Regions from separate parts of the Mus musculus genome. Here regions 1 and 3 are each linked to region 2. A link is a contact called in public Hi-C and HiChIP or PLAC-seq data. All regions are on one chromosome and are shown on one strand. Each heading gives the region's core, a stretch centred on a gene start, on an enhancer-like site or on the middle of the called end of the contact. The rest is flanking DNA. Distances are from core to core; before and after follow the strand shown. Region 1 overlaps Kif26a (kinesin family member 26A). Region 2 has its middle 6.1 kb from the start of Gm40584. Region 3 has its middle 29 kb from the start of Aspg.

Region 1 (2,764 bases), core at 40-2,539, 370 kb after region 2:
GGGGAGAAACTCCATGCTTGCTGCCTCTGCCTTGAACCAACTCAGGAAGCCATCATCATGGAAGAGAAAAACTACAATAGGCAAAAAGCGGAGGAAATTCCAACCAGAATGAGGACCCAATCTGAGAAGAGGGAATTCTGAAATCTTGTCTAACAAGTCCCAGTTTGGGGAAGCTGAGGGTGGGAGGGGTGTGGGAGAGGAGAGGACAAAGGTGGCCCAGAGTTCCCAGAGCTCTGCTATTGACTAGTCAGCCTGGTGGACTTGAGCTCCAGGAACTCTGCTATTGACTAGTCAGCCTGGGCCATGGCAGGAACACAAAGGAGACTCCAGTGTGCCCTGTGCCCATGCCAGGCCCTGAACTCTCAATGAAAATGGAGGATATGAAGATGCCAAAGAAAACTGCATTTCAGCACCCCAAAACCTGTGTGGGGAATGGATATTCCCCACAGGTGCAGGGGAGGGAGGCTGGGGCAGGTGTGAGGTTGGCAGGCACTATTTCCTCAAGGCCACCCTGAGTTAGGGCTCCCCTTTGCCTGGAGGCCACACCTTTCACTCTCCAGTGAAATCTCTGACTTCTCCACATTGGTGTAAATCAAATTACCAAGACTCATTTCAGAACCAATATTTTTCAAGGATTTAATTGTAAGTGACAGATACATAACGCTGCAAAATTGGTTTAGGGGGGCAGCCAGCCCGGGCACCACAGGCTTGCTCCCACCAGACAAGGGGCACATTGATATGCAGAGCCTCCCATGGAGTGCAGTGTCCCACCCTCTGGGGGAGAGAGAGAGAGGAGGAAAGAAATCCATGGCTATTGTGCTACTCAGAACCTGGGCTCCATCAGGCAAGAATCGATTCTTTTACTCCCCGGAGACATGAACAAAACGGTTTCATTTCCAACCACTGCGCAATGCAGACGAAAATGTGCACTTCCAGGTAATTTTTGGCAATTTTTTTTCCAGTGTGAACTCTTCACCACTTCAGGAGCCAAATGGGTTCTGGAGATGTGAGAGGCTGCCTAGCGGGGAGGAGAGGCCTGGAGAAGCTACGAGATTTGGCTCTGACGTCTCTCTCGATGCCTCTTGAGCAGACACTGATCCCGAGTCTCCAGGCAGGGAGGGGAACGAGCAGGGCATCTCGTCCAGCCTGCCCCCCACTGCCCCCATCCATTGTCTGCTGGAAAGAACCTGTCATTACCTCAGGGAAATGACAGGGTCTCTCAGGAGACAAGAGCATCCTCAACCCCCAAATGTGCAGATATCACAAAGCCGCTGCTCGCTGGCGCTGGGGGGAAGGGAAGCACGTTTTTTTACATAAAAGCAGGGCTTCTAGCTCCCCAGAGGTGGACCGATCTGGGGAGGGGGGAGGGGCGCCACTCAGCACCCAACACCAGAGATGTCTTTTTTAATACCACAGTATGATGAATTACCTTAAGTAGCACATTAATGTCAGACACTGAATGTAATCTAACTTCTTTTCTGTGGCAATATTAAATGCCTTTCAGGAGGCGCTTCTGGTGATGTGACATTAGTGCTATTAGCACCTAGGGCCCAGGAGGAGTACAGAGGTATGGGGGACAGGGGCTGGTTAACAGGCTGCTGGCCTGGACACCTGGTCTCTGGGGGAAGCCCCTAATGGTCCAGAGTCAGCAGCAAGAAGGTTGAGGGCTTCCCTTAAGCGGCAGAGACCTGGTAGGCCCCCAAATACAGTGACAGTAAAGAAGAGCTGTCACTTGGAGCTGTTTGTTTGTTTGTTTGTTTGTTTTTTCGAGACAGGGTTTCTCTGTGTAGCCCTGGCTGCCCTGGAACTCACTTTGTAGACCAGGCTGGCCTCGAACTCAGAAATCCCCCTGCCACTGCCTCCCAAGTGCTGGGATTAAAGGCGCGCACCACCCGCCTACTTGGAGCTTAAATGGAATTCCTTATGCCACCAGCCCTAAGGCAGACACTCCCTGCTCCCACCACAGCCCCTGAGGAAGAGATGTCAGGTGGGCAGACAGGCTAACTGAGCAGGCTGGTCCTGGGCCTGGCCTTTTCGGGGGTCTCAGCCTGGCTCTATGCCCACACAGCCCAAATATGACAGCCTGATCCATGGGAACCACCTGTCTGTCCCAGAGCTGTGGCAGGTAGAGAAGAGATTGGAGTGTTCAAGTCAGTTAGGCCTGGGTCCCATCTCCCTCCTTCCCTCTCACTAGACAGCGCTGAAACCTCATCTAGTAAACACTACCAGTGTGAAAGGTGGGGACAGCCAAGGACTGGCAGGCACAGGTAGTGGGGGTCAGGAACACTCCTCCTCCCAACAGAGTAGGCACAGAGGCAGGTGCAGCTACCTGACACCTAGAACTCTGTCCTAAAAGAGGGCAGGCGGCCTTTGCCCTGCTCACGTCCCGCCCACCAGGGGGGCTGAACAACTATACAGGCCTTCACCCTACACAGAAAGACCCAGACAGCTGAGCTGCCCAACTAGACCCACCACTGCAATACAGTGGCCTGGGATAGGCGCAGGTTTCTGGTTCAGATCCACTCATCTGGAGGTGGGTCCAGAATTGAGAGGCTTTTCAGAGTCAGCTCAACCTTCCCTGGTCTGGCCACAGCACTCCTAGCCATGCTGAACGTGGATGTGACTCCCATGCCAAATGCCTGCACTCAACCCCAAGCCAGTCTATTTCCCACACTCCGCCCCATCAGAGGCTAACTCCAGCAGACTGCCTTGAGGAAACCATGGGGTGTGGCCCCATCCCAGGGGAAGGGAGGAGCCAGAAGAC
Region 2 (2,700 bases), core at 171-2,670:
GAGCTCCACCAGTGCTCATGGCTGGCTCGGCCCTTTCAGTGATTCAGGGATTCCGTTTCTGAAGCCAGGCTGTGGCTCCAGAAGGCCCAGCAGACCCGGGAAGTCTTCCTGGGACTGAGGGCGTGGAGAATGGGTGACTGAGACTGGCTGGACCCTGCGACACCTCCGGTCGTGGAAATGGCTGTGTTATGCTAGAATAAGGGCCAAAGGGCAAGGGTGAGCCGAATGGGGACAGGGCGACACGAAGACTTCCCCAGTCTGGTGACTTCTCTCCCCGAAGCCTGTAGGCCTCCCCTCAGGAGCCAGGGAGCAAGGAGTGGGACCCATCTCAGGGACGGCTGAATAATGCATGGTACACAAACCGAGGCATCAACACTAAGTGAGGGGGAAGGGAAGGGAAACCCAGTCTGTGTTAATATTTATTAAACCCACAGCCCGTCATTCAAGAGCCTCATAAATATTAATTCCTAGTTAAACATTTATATGAACGAGATTGCTTCTCCTCCCCCTCAAAGAACCTGTTTGAAGCTGGTGGTTATGGTGGCCTTGGGGGAAGAGGGGGTCTCCAGGGAACGCTTGGGCTAAAACAAGTCTGCTGGCCTTCTCACGACTTTGCAGCCTCTGGCCCCAACCAGCGCCTGCTTTAGTCAGAACCTGTCTGTTTTCCACACCCAAGTGCCCTAATGGCTCCAGCTGACCTTCAGGTACCTGCCAAGACCTCCTGGTGAAGGCCCTCGTCTCAGGCTACAAAACCAGTATTTCTAACAATTAGCTCCTGCTTCTGTCCATCATGTACATGTAGCAAGGTTTAGTTGGCAGGGGATGGTGGGAATCTGGGAGAAGGGATCAGACGTGGTGCCAATGCCTGGACTCCTGGCAGCTTGTTCTCCAGCAGGCTGGGTGCCGGTCTCTGGGGTCAGAGCATCTTCAGGCTGTATTCCTGGCTGTCCCAGTCCCAGGGCCAGCAGTGTCTTTGTTCTGCTCACTTTGACTATTGCTGTGGCGGAGTGGTGACTGGGGGTCGCTAGGCCCCGATCTCTGTCATCACATGAATAGAACATGTCTGCCCCACGTTCCCCACCCCAGCCCTCTCACATTTTGTTAAAGCTCACTCAGCTGTAATCCAGCCGTAGCCAACTTGTAACATGGTATAGCATGGGGATCCAACTTCATTTTGTTCCACATCACAAGCTGCTTACCCGGCGACTGTGTCCCCCCTGATGTGCAGGGTCCCCTCTGACCTACATGAGCTCTCATGTGCCTGTTCAGAGTCAGTGTGCTCCTTGGTGGCACCTTGCCTGCTTTCTGTCATTTTATTTTTAGTTGCCATGGCTATGCAGCCTGTCTCCATCCTGGCAGAGCGTGCCCTTCCCCTGCCTTCTTTCCAATCAGCTTCCCCATTCAAGGGCTTTTTATTCTTCCTTGCAGGCTGAGAATAGGGTTGTCGAGTTTCCGAAAAGAGCCTTCAGGAACTGTGATTTGAATGACATTAACAGAGAGACTAATTTGGGGACAATTGTTGGCGGTGCTATCCAGAGCCCCCCCCCACTCCCCCACCCCCATGTCTGACCACTGCACCTTCTCCTTTTAGTTGCTCAGCTGAGTCCTTTCACAGGGCCTAGCCATTCTCTGGTAGCTTAATTCTCAGCTACTTAATTGCTTCAGCTGTTGTCGTGAACAGGCCTTATTTGCTGGCTGGGTCCTGCGGTGTGCAGGAATATTATTGATCTTTGTGGCTTTATCTTGTAGCTGTAGCCCGTTCCAGCAGTCTGCTGATCCGGTTACATTTCCTACCCAGGTGCCTTGTTATCCACAAGTCCTGGCAGCTTTATCTCTTCCTTTCCTGATCTTAAACCTCTTGTTACTTTTCTGTGACTTGCAGTGTTGCTCGGGACTTTCGGGCAGTGAGGCGATAAGGGATGCCTTTGTGTGACTTCTGGTCATGCAGAGATTGGAGCTGGGAGGTCTCTCGTGTCTGACATTTCCGGAGGGTTTGGAAGATGGGTCCCACCAGGGGAAAGAGAAGCCTTTCATTGCAGCAGCCTTCCGGGAGTTTGAGAAGTTCTGAATAGGCATTGAGGTTTACAGATCCCTTCCTGTGTCCACTGTGTCCACTGTGTCCACTGAGATACTCTCTGTGGCCACTCCCCCCAGCTCTGGGCATCTCTCACTCCTCTCTGATGGGCCCATTGCTATTACTCTTTAGCCACTTTGTTCAATGCTGTTGATTGGAAGGTGGCCTGTTGTTTTATGCACCTCTAAGAAAGAAAAAACACCGCCTATAAAACCCTGACGTGACTCTTGATCATACAGAAGCCCCACTTTATATTCAGCAAAGAACTGCTTTGGACTTATTTAATCATAGGTTTTTATCATAGCTCACGCTACACATACATAAAGAGGAAAATAAAAACAGGTTAAAGTGGGGCAACGGTGTCTGAACATGCAGAACCGCGATCCTCGGAAGTGGGTTCCAACTGGTGCTCCCAGGGCCCTTGCTTTTTCAGTAGACTCAGACCTAGTGCCACAGGAGAACACGCAGATTGCAGCGTTCACAAATAGATGAATCCCGTCTCTCAGGCTCCGTGCAGAGCTGCTGGCATCAGTCTGAAGGCACTGAAATTTCCTGATCTGACTGGAATCTTCCAGAAGGCTTATAGACAACTCCGGCGAAACACTTTCTCCAAATGGCACTTGGTG
Region 3 (2,700 bases), core at 186-2,685, 460 kb after region 2:
TCCATCCTCATGGTCTCTCGCAAGGACACAGTCACCGACTGTGTGTGTATAGAGGACACTTTAGGACACTACACCAGTGTCACTGAAGGCTCTTTTGACTTCTTGTGCTTGCCTACTCCAGCCATCCTGCCTTACCTGGTCACTTCTGCTGGCCACCAGCGTCTCCCCTGGGGCACTCTACCCCACAAAGCATCTGCATCTTCAGTAGGTCACTGGGGTAGTACATCTTCTTGCTGAATCCTCCTAGTTTCCACTACCAACGAAAAGCTCTTCTGAACATCCCTGCTCTTAGCCTGGCCATACCCCTCTGCTCCCCAGCCATCTGCACTTGACCCAGATGAGGACCCTGCCAGTGTCCCCTCAGAACGGCTCTCCCGTGCCTCCCTCCACGCAGGGCCAGGCTCTTGTCTGCAGTTTGTTCATTTGACTGAATTCTGTGCTCGCAGAACTTTCCCCCTCTGGATAGCTCCAAGCAGTCACTCCAGCAGGGCTGCTCAGTGTCCAGAAGCCTGGGTTAGAGTGCTGTCTATTTCCCCAGCTTTCCCTAGTCTGGCTTGATGCCCACCCCCCATACACACAAACATACACAGTTGCCTAATTAATTCATCTGCCACGTGGCTCGACACAGCACAGTAAGCTTCCACAGGACACAGAGACAGGTGCACTATGCTCACCCCTGATTTCCAGGGTCCCCATTTCTGCCTTGAACACAACAAGTGTCCAATAGGTGCTTGTTGAAGGAATGTGTAGATGGAAGCAGAGACCACCCTTGAAGAGCCTGGGTCAGAGATGGAGAGCCAAGCTTTCGCCTTAGGCCACTTTCCAGGTTCCCTTATAACATATAAATATACTACTAAGATGACAATTATTTTAAAATATGTAGATACAGAATTATACCTGTGAAACAAAATAATAACCTTATGTATTAAAGTCATAACTACTGTACAATCAAACTGCATCTCTCGATTTTCACAGAAAGAAAATTGCTATTTACCAAGTCGATGTCATTGGTCAGGATGCCATTTTTAGTCTAAAAGATTGATGTGCTGTGGGTGGGTGGCAAGGGTACAGGGTGTGTGGATAACCAGAACAGCATCTGGTCCTCCCAGTGACCGGAAGGGAAACTGTGGAGTTGCTTAGGATGGAGACAACTGCAGAAAAACTCAAAGATGGGAGCAGGGACCCTGTCGTTGCTTGTTCCTATTGGAACTACTAGATAATTACCGATTTCCTAAGTGTGACTAGGAAGCAGCTGTTCATGCCTACTATGTCCCATGCTGTTGATCTGGTGGCCAGTGTGCACACCACTCAGTAAAATGCATCAGGCAGCCTGCACTGGCCCTGGGGCCCTTGGCAGCCCTGTCTCTGTGGTCTCTCCCCTTCAAGACCAAAAAGGGATGAGCAGGGTAGCAAAGGACTGTGCGTTGCTAGCTCAGGACTGCCACCTGCTGCTGACGCTGGGAAGCACAATCCCAGGGTCCCTGCTGGACAGAGGACTAAGGCAGACAAGAGTAATGGGTCCTGGGAGATGGGTGTGCGTCTGAGTGACACAGCAAGTGGGGCCCAGGCACCTGCCTGGGCTCCCGCGTTACAGTCCCCCAGGCGTGGCATTTCTGATTCAGCAGGTGCCCAAACACAAAAGCAGGTCTCACCTTCTCTCAAAAGCTCCTTCTGCCAACTCTGTGGCTTCTGCCCCTTCACCTCATGTCCTCCCTCAGGGCAAGCACCAGCACACACAGGAGCGCCCCTTGACCTGATGCTCAGTGGCTGGTCTCTGACAAAATCCAAAGACTTGACTCTTTAAGGAAAAAAAATAATCTTAGTGTTTATTTTTGTTCTGATTGGCTTAATACATCGATGGCATTTCTCTGCCATGTTTGTATCAAGCCCAGCCTCCCCGATCCTCTCGCTCTCCAGCCTTCCCAACTTCTGCCCACTGCATGCCTATTTTCCACTTTCAGGTCTTTGCTTCAAATGAAGATGTGTAATATTTGTCTTTCTGTGTCTGGCTTGTTTTGCTTAATATAACGATTCAGTTCCGATGACTTCCTGCAGAGACATGATTTTAGTCTTATGACTAGAACTCTGTCCACTGTGCACACACATCATGTTTTCTCACTATTCACAGGTAGGTCCCAGGTCCATTCCTTGACTATTATGAGTAGTGTCTCAATAAACAAGGACGAACAGCTCAGTCTCTGTGGTGTGGGATGTGGGATTCCTCAGGGCTGTACCCAAGAGGCAGAGCTGGTCATCCAACAATTCAACCTTTAGCACCTTGAGGAATGTTTGCCTCTTCTCATGGTGGCCTTCCTACTTTACATTCCTAACTATACAAGGGTTCCTTTCCCTCCATAATGGTTTAAAAACACAAACAAACAAAACAACAACAACAAAAAAACCCCAGCTAATCTAAATAGAGATGGAATCTCTCAATGTAGTTGTTTGGTTTTATGGGTTTTTTTTGTTTTGTTGTTTGTTTGTTTGTTTATTGTCAGAGATTTCTCTCTGTACTACAGGTTAACCTTGCAATCCTCCTGCCTCAGCCTCTCAGGTGCTAGGGTTCCAGGAGTGAGCCACCATGCCTGTAAAGGTCTCACTGTAGAACTGGGAGGCCTCGTCTTGAACTCCCCCTCCCTCAGTCTTCCACATGCTGGAATATGTGCTTGCATGCCTGGTGCTCACAGAGGCCAGAAGAGG

What was found. A called contact is a pair of places that touch in the nucleus more often than the background predicts. HiChIP or PLAC-seq counts read pairs in DNA pulled down with a chosen protein or histone mark.
Region 1: an H3K4me3 HiChIP or PLAC-seq map of embryonic basal ganglia shows a contact between it and region 2, with 6 times the contacts expected there. The contact joins two enhancer-like sites. A contact is called at or near these places in 1 of 15 datasets of contacts at CTCF or cohesin (embryonic stem cells), 6 of 484 Hi-C or Micro-C datasets (CD8 T cells, ECoMG myeloid progenitors, bone marrow-derived macrophages and 3 more) and 9 of 115 datasets of contacts at active chromatin or transcription factors (cardiomyocytes, embryonic basal ganglia, embryonic brain and 4 more).
Region 3: a Hi-C map of cerebral cortex shows a contact between it and region 2, with 2.6 times the contacts expected there. The contact joins two enhancer-like sites. A contact is called at or near these places in 2 of 15 datasets of contacts at CTCF or cohesin (embryonic stem cells and stem cell-derived epiblast-like cells), 13 of 484 Hi-C or Micro-C datasets (the G1E-ER4 cell line, the HL-1 cell line, bone marrow-derived macrophages and 6 more), 2 of 115 datasets of contacts at active chromatin or transcription factors (astrocytes and embryonic basal ganglia) and 1 of 9 other capture datasets (embryonic stem cells).

Annotation. Positions count from the first base shown.
Region 1 is chr12:112,169,371-112,172,134 of GRCm38.p6, reverse strand. The region is part of intron 5 of Kif26a (kinesin family member 26A); the gene reads right to left. Among named protein-coding and RNA genes, the nearest start is that of Kif26a, 25 kb to the right of the region's middle. Within about 2 kb of position 1,289, at least 43 of the 459 cell types and tissues checked have an H3K27ac peak or open chromatin away from gene starts, as enhancers often do. A contact at or near this core is called in embryonic basal ganglia and embryonic forebrain, where this site is marked.
Region 2 is chr12:112,540,436-112,543,135 of GRCm38.p6, reverse strand. No RefSeq gene overlaps it. Among named protein-coding and RNA genes, the nearest start is that of Gm40584, 6.1 kb to the right of the region's middle. Within about 2 kb of position 1,420, at least 36 of the 459 cell types and tissues checked have an H3K27ac peak or open chromatin away from gene starts, as enhancers often do. A contact at or near this core is called in cerebral cortex, embryonic basal ganglia and embryonic forebrain, where this site is marked.
Region 3 is chr12:112,076,591-112,079,290 of GRCm38.p6, reverse strand. No RefSeq gene overlaps it. Among named protein-coding and RNA genes, the nearest start is that of Aspg, 29 kb to the left of the region's middle. Within about 2 kb of position 1,435, at least 2 of the 459 cell types and tissues checked have an H3K27ac peak or open chromatin away from gene starts, as enhancers often do. A contact at or near this core is called in cerebral cortex, where this site is marked.